Linked DNA regions of Mus musculus: region 1 is linked to region 2. Evidence: chromatin contacts called from public Hi-C data. All regions are on one chromosome and are shown on one strand. The core of a region is the stretch at or near the end of the contact, and the rest is flanking DNA. Distances in the headings are between cores, read along the strand shown. Region 1 holds the start of Itk (IL2 inducible T cell kinase). Region 2 overlaps Adam19 (a disintegrin and metallopeptidase domain 19 (meltrin beta)).

Region 1 (4,555 bases), core at 1,744-4,243, 300 kb after region 2:
AAATTAAAAACTATTTTTTAAAAACTGGTTAAAGTGTAAAATCCATTTAGAGAAAAGTCATTTAAAGGTGCGTGGCTATGCTCTCACTACGTAACATGAATTTCATGTTGCGTTCACAGAAACAGAGAGTTGATGCCATGTGACTTATTAGTTCTATGTGGGGAATCCCCCAGGCCCACAGCTCGGCACCTACCTGGCCACTCACCAATGGGGCCTAAACATATGTTATTCTATCTGCCTCTCATCTATTGGTAAGTTGTAAGTGAGACCCTGCTGAAGACAAGTGATTCTCGAGAGGTAGGCATTCTTTTCCCTGACACTTATGAGGCTAGGCCTTTCCCCCCTCTAAGTGCTTTGCTCCACATTCACGGAAAGCCTCATAGACTGGACCTCACTCCCCTCACGTGGATCTTCTAGCGAGACACCAGCAGGGAACAGAAGCCTCCTCATCTCGGTGAGCACCAAGCTAAAGCCTAAGTACTCATCAGTGCCCAGCCCCTCTAAAGATGCAGAAATACTACAACCATATGGTGAGAAATCAAACAAGCTTCGAAAAGTGTTTGTGGAGAATTAAACAAGCGTCACTGTGTCAAAAACAAAAGATTTTGAAAGAAAGAGTGGAACTTGGGGTTGCTGTCTAGTCCTTGTATTTACAAAGGAGACGAGTCTGATGGAGGACATTTGCCCAGGCTGACTCACTCAGTGGGAAGTGCAGCGACGACTTGACCCGCACCCTGTCAGGAGACATCTAGGATAGGTTAAGGTTAGCAGGGGGCCTTCCTAGAGGTGGTACGTTGGATTTTTGGCATGGTGCGCAATGGGTGAGCTTTATGGTAAGGCCAAAGAGATGTCATCTTAGGATTGCTTCTTACAACTGATATGCCTTTCCTGTCATTATGCAACTAACAGTCCCTGGGCATTAGCCCACCCTATTGATCAGATTTCCTTCAGATCAGCATAAAGATGAATGTTCATGAATTAATGCTGTTTAGATGAATTAATAATGATTCTATAGAATTCCCGATTTGATTCAAATAATTTTAGGAAGTTTTAAGAGATGGTCTTAGTTGCTTTGCTAGAAAGTTGTAATAAGGTTACAGTCAAGAATAGAATGTGCCCACTCCTCAGAATAGTAAGAAAAGGCTGCATAATAAGAAATACAATGAGCTTTTAATAATTATACTAAAAAGAGAAATAGACTTGGGACAAATTTGTGTTCAAGGAAAAACATTTAGGCCCAAGGATACAACCACAGATATGAACTATGATAAGCCAGGGCCATGTAAAAGCTTTGAACTTGTAACAAGCATATAGAATGAAACACTCCTTTGAGCTAAAATATCAACATCTTTTTGTAACTTCAAATTTGTGTAACATTTTATCTCTGAGGTAATTTTCTAAAGAAATTTTTGTCTGAGAAGGTATAAAAAAGCCAGAGGAAAGAAATTAAGTTGTTAGTTGGATAGTTTGGCTTGGGGGGGGGGGGGCTCTGCCCATCCATCCATCTATCTATCCAGATGTATATGTCTGTTTGTCTATATGTATGTTCGTAGGAGTATGTGTGTATGTAAGCATGCATGAATGCTTGTGGAGTGTATGAGACAGGTGATTGGGCCCAACAAAAATGTGAATGTGTTAACGTGCAAATAAGAATGTGAATGAAAGTGTAAATATATGTGTGAATGTATATGTGTCTGCGCATATTTGCCTGTATAAAGCATCTTAATTCTTTCGCTTCCCTTCCTCTCTGGTTCACAGAGTTAACCAGCCTAGTCAGAGGGGCTTCTGGCTGCCTGGACTGAGAAGGGTGTGACATCAATATACCATTACCTAAATCACCCTGCCGTTAGCAGCAAGTGTCAGCAGATCCAGTAGCTTCTGGCCTCGGAGTAACTTGCAGTCAAGATAGACCTAGGTTATTTTAGAAAGCAACCCTACTCTCAAAAGACCAAGTCTTGCCCCAGCCAATGCTCTTGGCCCTTGGCTGCCTCAGAGAGGACTTAGCCATGGGCTAAGCTCCCAGCACCACCCAGTGCTCCTGTCACACTGTAGTATTAACACACACTCGCTTGCTTTTGTTGTTATTGCTGTGCACGAAGATGTCATTAGACGCCTCCAGCTGAGCCGACACACTCTAGCGGGATCCCTGGTCTGCAGGCAGAAACTCTGTGTTCCACACCCCCAGTCTCCTGAGATGTTTTACCACAAAGAGGGTTGTTCCTTCCAACTTTAGAATGTCACTTTAATGGAAGTAGGACCCCATGGCCTCAGGGCAGTGATGACCATTGAGATAAGCAGAGTTCAAGTCGTGAAAATCTTACATAGGACCTCCCTTCACAGTCTAAGAACCACTTCTTTTGTAAAACAGGGAAGTTGAGCTAGGTTTCCCCTTACGTCTTAATAAGCCATAGTTAATATTTTACTGTCCTACAGACTGTAGATGCCACATATACTTCATGTTTACATAAACTTCAAGTCCTATCCACAACATTCACCACATAAGAAATGTATGAACGTTAAACCTACAGATTTTAGAATTGAAATAGCCAAATCTAACTGACACTGGAGTCTCAGAACTCTCCACATTTCTTCCGATCTCTAACTCTACTTGGTGGCTTCCAAAACACACTGTACCTGCATCCCAGGTGTTCAAGTTTATCTCAGGAATCAGCTCAGTCCAAACACAGAACAAAGTAAATAAACAAAATAAATAAACAAAATAAACAAAGCACAACGTAAGCCTTCTCATACCCCGTGGCGGTCCTCAAAGTAGGCCAGGCTGGCTTTCGTTAAGACAAAGAAACGAACTTTAAAATTCGAGGGAGAAGTCCTTCTCTTCTGTTGGGACTTCTTGATCAGCTGTTCTTCCAGGAGGATGAAGTTGTTCATGGTCCAGTTCTGAAAAGTGATGCGCCTTGGGCATCACCCCGCAGTGCGACTGAAGGAGAGGAGCAGCGGAGACTGAGACAGGATGCAGTTGATCTTTAGAGAGTCGTTCAAAGGCAACTTGCCTCTAACCTTATCTTTTCTATCAGCATCAGCCAGCCTCACCGCTGAGCTCCCTCCTCTGATGTCAAAGGCCATGACCACATCCTTTCAAAATTCACCAAGCTGGGAGGCACATGCGTACCCTTAGCTATATGGTTTGAAAAAGAAGTTTGAAGAAACCTAGAATTATAAGAGGAGTTCACTTATAATTCTTCTAGCTCCTGGTTTAGCCTTGACAACAGTTAAGTCATGTAAACAAGGGACTAAGAACAGGGATCCAGGGGTCAATGGAGCTCAGCTTGTATGTAAGTTTCCCATTGCTATTATCATGGACTGCCTGCCACAGGCTTAGTGGCTCAAAGCGCCATAGAGCCACAAGGCTCAAAGCGCCTTACAATTCTCTAGTTTAGAAGTCTGAAATGTGTCTGGTTGAGTGACAGTCATGGTGACTGTGGGACTGTGCGCCTTTCTTGCAGATCTCTAGGGGACACTGCCTCTGCGACCATCCTCCCTACTGAGGGACACTCTGGTGGCCTCTGTCTTGACTCTTTTACTCCATCTTCAAACCCCCAAACTGCAGGTCGAGCCCTGCTTGCTCTGTATTGCCAAAATCTCTTCCTCCTACCTCTGCTCCATTTAAGGATCCTGAGAACCACACTGGGCCCTTCTCACAGTGGTCGTCTAGGGCAGGCTCCCTATTTTAAGGTCAGCAGATGGGCGCTATAACTCCATTTGGAATGTAAATTCCCCTTTATCACCCAACAACACACAGTCACAGGTTATAGGGATTAGGGCATGCAGAGATCTGCACAGGGCTGTTTATTCTACCTATCGGTTTGAATTCCATCTCTACTACCTACCACTGTCCAGTGGCTTGGAATATCAGTTCCTTCATCTATGAAAGGAAGCAACAGGGGTCTTGTATGAGGCACTGCAGGGGCCCCTTTGGACACCGTTGGTGTGCCTGGCTTCCTTCTGTGTATGCTACTTCAAAAATGCAGTGTCCTGTGTCTGAACACTCTCTCTTGTCTCTTTCTTTTCCAGTGAGCGCCTATGAGATACTGCCAGCCTCGCCGACCTGCAACGTTCTCTGGGAAGCCTTTCAGACTTTCCCACATGGAATCCTCTCTCCTATTTTCCTCTGCCATAAGGACTCTAATGAGGAGGCAGGACACACAGACAGACAGCAAGCTACCTCCTTGTAAGGGCTCTTTGGGAACTAAAGCTTATCTGCCCTGTGGACAATTCACAGGGTCTGACCTTTGAGTCAGGATAATGTTATGGTGTAGAACTTATGTGACCAGGAAGTTAATAGCCAAGAAGTCCCGGGGCAGGCAGAGGCAGCTCATCAGAGAAGAACAGAGGACGAGACAAAGGGAGGGAGGCAGTACAACTTTCCTGTGTAGTTTTAGATGTAATTGCTAATTGCAGCCTCCTTTCACATCATACATTGGATGCTGCTGAATAATGAAGGCAAAAAGAGGCGGGGAGGGAAGAGGAAGAGAGGAAAGGGAAGGGGAGGGGAGGGGAGAGAAGGGATAAGCTGAGATTTTAAGACAGAAAAATA
Region 2 (4,763 bases), core at 990-3,489:
CACTGTCAGGGAATTGACGTTTTATCCAGGAGGTATTTTGATTTTAAGGAAATAAGCTTTGCATTGTCTCCATTTAGGGCTTAGTCACACATATGTGTATACACACACATACACACAAATGTACTCACACATTCGCTCACATGCACTCTCCTGATTACTAAATACTAAATGAATAGGTTCTAGGTTGGGGGTGAGATGTAGTTTCTGCCTAAATCCAGCTAGGGATGAGTGTTAGCTTAGAGACTTCTGGTTTTTTTTAATGGAAGTCACTAGGGTCCTGGGTTGAGTTTAGACAATTCATTGAGAATCTCTCTCTCTATCTCTCTCTCTCTCTCCTACCCTTCTTCCCTTCCCTCCTTCCCCTCTTTTCTCCCCTCACCTCAAGTTGTGTGTGGGGGAGGTGGGTGGGTGCTAGTGGATGACCTTGGCGGTTGGGTCTTCAAGGACCACTCACCTTTTATAATTTTTAATTGTTTTTGACACAGGACATCTTATTGTTCTGAAGTTCCCAAAGTATTTGGCCATTGAACCCCAGGAATCTTCCCACACCCCCAGTATTGAGTGAGATTAAACCTGTGCGCCACCATACCTGACTTTTTAAAAGTATGTATCTCTGGGGATTGAACTCCGGTCTTTGTGCTTGCCTTGCAAACACTTCATCTGTGTGCAAACACTTCTCCCCAGCCTTCATTAAGAATTCTTCATTTTGTCCTTCTTTCCTTCTGTCCTGTCATTCAGCACATACTGTGAGTGCCAACTGTGTGTCTGATATTCTTGGGCTAAGTAGTGGCAAGGACATTCTCTGACATCGAGGGATTTCGTGTCGAGTGGAGAAGACACAGACAATTACAGTAGAGCAAGGTGAGCTGCTAGGGTGGAGAAAAACAGAAGGTGCTCTTGGGAGAACTGATCTACTGACCTAGATCAACGTCTTAGGAACTTCTTAGAACAAGGGGGTGAAGAAGGAGTGTGGTGCAGTCTGCTCATGATGACTAAATGTCTGTGTACCATAGTTCTTGTAAGAAAAACAAAGACTAGGTGGAAGATGCTAAGAAATTATACTCTCTGGTTAGGACATCCTGAGCAGAGGAAGGAAGTGAAGACAGGCCCAGGGGTAGGGGGTGGGGGTGGGGAACACATAGGCACGATTTCCTGAAGAGCCTTGCCAGAGTTTATTTTGAGAGCAATGGGAGGTGGTAGAAGAGGCGGATAGGACAGACAGCTCCAAATACACCTTATGTCTGATATGGTGACAAGATGACCCATATGGAGAGGGAAGGATGGATTGCTGGTTTATAAGATGGAGTCATGGAGATGGGGAGATAGAGCAAATATAGGATGAAGAAGAGGGTAGACAGACACAAGGTCTTACTGTGATTTTCCATTGAGTAACGAGTGAGACATCAGTGTCAAGTCCCAGGGTTTGTCCTTACCTTCTGGTGGGACCTGAAATAGGTCAAATTCTTACTCAGATCTTGTTTTCTCTCGTTTGATGAAGTAATGACTGTCTTCATTCTGAGAGTCACGACCTCTGTGGGATCGAAGCAAGATCTGCTAAGGAAATTGCTGTAAAAACTCAACCTGTGTCCCCATCACCCACACTTACCTCCCCTAGTTGCCCTGTCTTATCTGAGTTTTGGTGTTCGAGTGTGTGTGTGTGTGGGTGGGGGGAAGTGTGGGATTCCCATGCTCATGTAGAGGACAGAAGTTGGTATCTGTTGTCTTTCTCTATCGCTCATCGTCTCCTTGCTTCCAAAGATAAGGTCTTATCAAGTTGGGAGCTCGACAGTTGTCTAGCCTGTCTGGTGAACAAATTCCCAGGCGTCCTTCAGTCTCCGTGTCTTTCAGTGAGTGATGGGATCTGAACTCAGGCCCTCAGGCTCACACAGCAAGCTCGTTACCTGCTTTGCCATCTCCCCAGCCCTCACTCTTCCAAACTTCTCAGTACCTCACTTCTCAGGAGCAGGCCTCTGCTTATTCAACAGTAGAGACTTCACTTGGGAGCCTTGCTGGGGCTTGGAAGTGTCTCATATTGGCTTTTGTGGCAAACAGCAATACCTCTGAGTGGATGAAGTTTAGCTAGGCACTCCTCAGCTTCTTGACTAAGCCGGGTGGAAGCTGGGTCTTTCTGATTTAAGGGAGTAAGGCTCTTTTCCGGTCTCTTCATGGCTTCCATGTGTCCCCATGGATTTCCTCCCCTCCCCCCAGGTAGCGTGTTTGGAGAAAACTGGCAGGGACCTCATAGTCTCCTCTTGCATCAGCCTCCCTTGGGAGAGGTCCAGATGGGCCAAGGGGCTATAATGGCTGCATTATATCAAGCATAGTTTCTTTTTTTCAAAACCTTTCAGGAGAAGGGAGTTCTGGGAAAAAGAATTCCTTTGGAGAGACACTGAATCATAAAGGAAAGAGTGATCTAAGCTTGGAAGGGCCAACAGGGGCCCTGTTTTTCTGGAAGCTCTTTATTTCTTGCCTTAACCAGATTCTAGATTTAGGGTTTACACAAAGGTCAGACTAGATTGTGAGATATGTAGTATAACAATGTGGTTGGGACGAGTAGAGCAAGAGACTCTCAGCTCCCAGTGTCTAGGCCAGCCTTACCTTCAGCACACATACACAAACTTGACAGTACCCACACAACTATACACACACACACTCACACACAGGAATACATATACGCATATATGCACACTTCCCTCATAGTTTTATAACTAGAGGAAACTAGAGGTCGGCTTTCATACCAGTTCTAAAAAGAAGGAAGGTGGGTTTGAAATGGGTCTGAGTTTCTGGGGGACTTTCTGGTAAAACCTGCCTCCACGTGGCCTGTCAGCTCTTTTCAGGTATTTTCGTGGATCATCTTCATCCTGGGAGAGAGGTAGGTCCCCGCAGGGTAGGAGTGATACCAGCCTTTGAGGGCTAATGCTCAACAATCCTCTAGCACGGTGCCTGGCATATGGCTGGCCTTAGTCAATATTTGTAGTGTGAGGTGGGTTGCAGACGTAGGTCCTGGAGCCAAGCACTTAAAGTAAGTGTATGACGAAATCAGGACACGAGGAACCCAGGCTTTCCTACAGCCTCTAATACATACTACGAGCGAGGTTGGACAAACGCCCTTCCTCTGCCAACTCCTGACCTAGCTGCCACCAGGATTTCACATATCCTTGTGGACTGAGACTTCTGTGTTTGGAAACAGATTAGAACTTTCATGACAATATGTTACTTTTACTCTTTTCAGATTCCTTATCTGTAAAAGGGAAAGACTGAGCAGAGAGGTTAGGGCATAAAGGTTTTTTCATTATTATGGTAGATGCCTTGCTTTGGACTGGATCCGGGGATATCGGCTGGCTCTTTGGGATCTGCTGCTGGGCAGGGCCTCTGATGTACTTGCAGTGTCACTCACCATGACCTTCAGAGCTGAGACCTTCCAGTCCTGGCTTGTGACCAGGTCATTTGGCTAAGTTAGAGCAAGAACCTTGGCCAATTCCTAGTATCCTAGTCTGCAGTGTACTGAGATGGGAGGATTCACCTAAATTCAAACTAGGCCACTGTCATCTGGCTAGAACTTGGCCCAGGTGCTAGGCAGGGTAGGATAGTAGCCTACTGTGGTCCATGAGGGGCCCTTTCAGTGGTCCTCACTTGTGTTCTGAGATGCTAAGAATCCCAGGGCAGGTTTAGAATAGTTCTCAAGTATTTAGCCAGAGGCACCCACCTTTGAGGGTGCTAAGTTTGTGTTTTCAGATACCCACTCTGTCTTGTTTCAGGGTCAGATATACCTGGTCCCCTCTTCTGAGTTTCTTAAAAGATCTGGTGGCTTCTTGGAGATTGCTTTCCTCCGCTCCCCCAGGCTCAGTCATAAAGTCTCTCTTCATAGTATGGCAGTCTTGTCCTCCCCCCCCCCCCCCCAGTACTCCTCCCCAGGCCGCTGTGACTTCAGCTAATCTGATGAACAGCAACCATGATTATTTACCAAATACTGGTTACTATACAGGTTGCTACCATGGGGATATTTCTTGCTCTTTAAAATTTGGTATTTCTGAGAAAATTTTATTTCCCCGAACCATTCTTAACCAATAAATGTTCAGTTCAGGACAGGCTTTGTAGGGCATCCTTAAGCAAACCCACAAACTCTTATCGGTAAGCCATTTCCTGGGCCCCTCAGGTGTCTTGCCAGCTAGCTAAGCTTGCCTGATCATGAGATGTCAGGCCCTCTTTGTACTGATGGATATTCATGTTCATACTCACAGTGGGGAGAGAGCCATGGAGAGGATTAAATAGATCCTGCTGGCTAAAGGATCTGGTTATCCAGACATGCTTTGGGCATAACATAAAAACTGCACTCAGGACCAGGAGCTATTCAGAGGGGTGTGAGGTCTCTGGAAACCAGAAATACAATGGGAAGTGGCTGGTAAAGGGGACTGTTGCTTTGATGCCTTGTGTAAAGATGTCCTCAATAGGCTGCTAAAGACAACATACCCAAAATTTTGGCTTTTTGAGAGCTGGGCTGGTGGGTGGTACCATCTTGCTTAGGTTGGTCCCCGAGACAACAGGGGCCTTGCTCAAATGGGAGGAGGGCTCAGCTCTTCACTATAGGAGCAACCTTCAGCCTTCCAGGGCCCTTCTGAGCCCTCACAAAGGAATGCTGGTGCTTGTGAGCCCCTGAAAGATCAGTGCCTTATTTGGCAATGGGGCTTTTGCAAATCTGTTTCCATTCCTTTAGAGTCAGAGGTAGACCAAGCAAAGTGCAGGCTGATTTGGAAAATCTGGTT

What was found. Hi-C and Micro-C count contacts between places; a contact is called where the count stands out from the background.
Region 1: a contact with region 2 is called in a Hi-C map of CD8 T cells, with 4 times the contacts expected there. The contact joins the promoter of Itk here to the enhancer-like site in region 2. A contact is called at or near these places in 3 of 484 Hi-C or Micro-C datasets (CD8 T cells, Th2 cells and regulatory T cells), 2 of 115 datasets of contacts at active chromatin or transcription factors (CD8 T cells and thymic regulatory T cells) and 1 of 9 other capture datasets (liver).

The regions. Positions count from the first base shown.
Region 1 is chr11:46,386,522-46,391,076 of GRCm38.p6, forward strand. Itk (IL2 inducible T cell kinase) reads right to left here and starts at 2,994. Exons shown (of 17, transcript NM_010583.3): 1 at 2,752-2,994. The coding sequence starts at 2,889.
Region 2 is chr11:46,082,537-46,087,299 of GRCm38.p6, forward strand. All of the region lies in intron 3 of Adam19 (a disintegrin and metallopeptidase domain 19 (meltrin beta)), which reads left to right. Among named protein-coding and RNA genes, the nearest start is that of Mir8100, 17 kb to the right of the region's middle. Within about 2 kb of position 2,240, at least 76 of the 459 cell types and tissues checked have an H3K27ac peak or open chromatin away from gene starts, as enhancers often do. A contact at or near this core is called in CD8 T cells, Th2 cells, liver and 1 more, where this site is marked.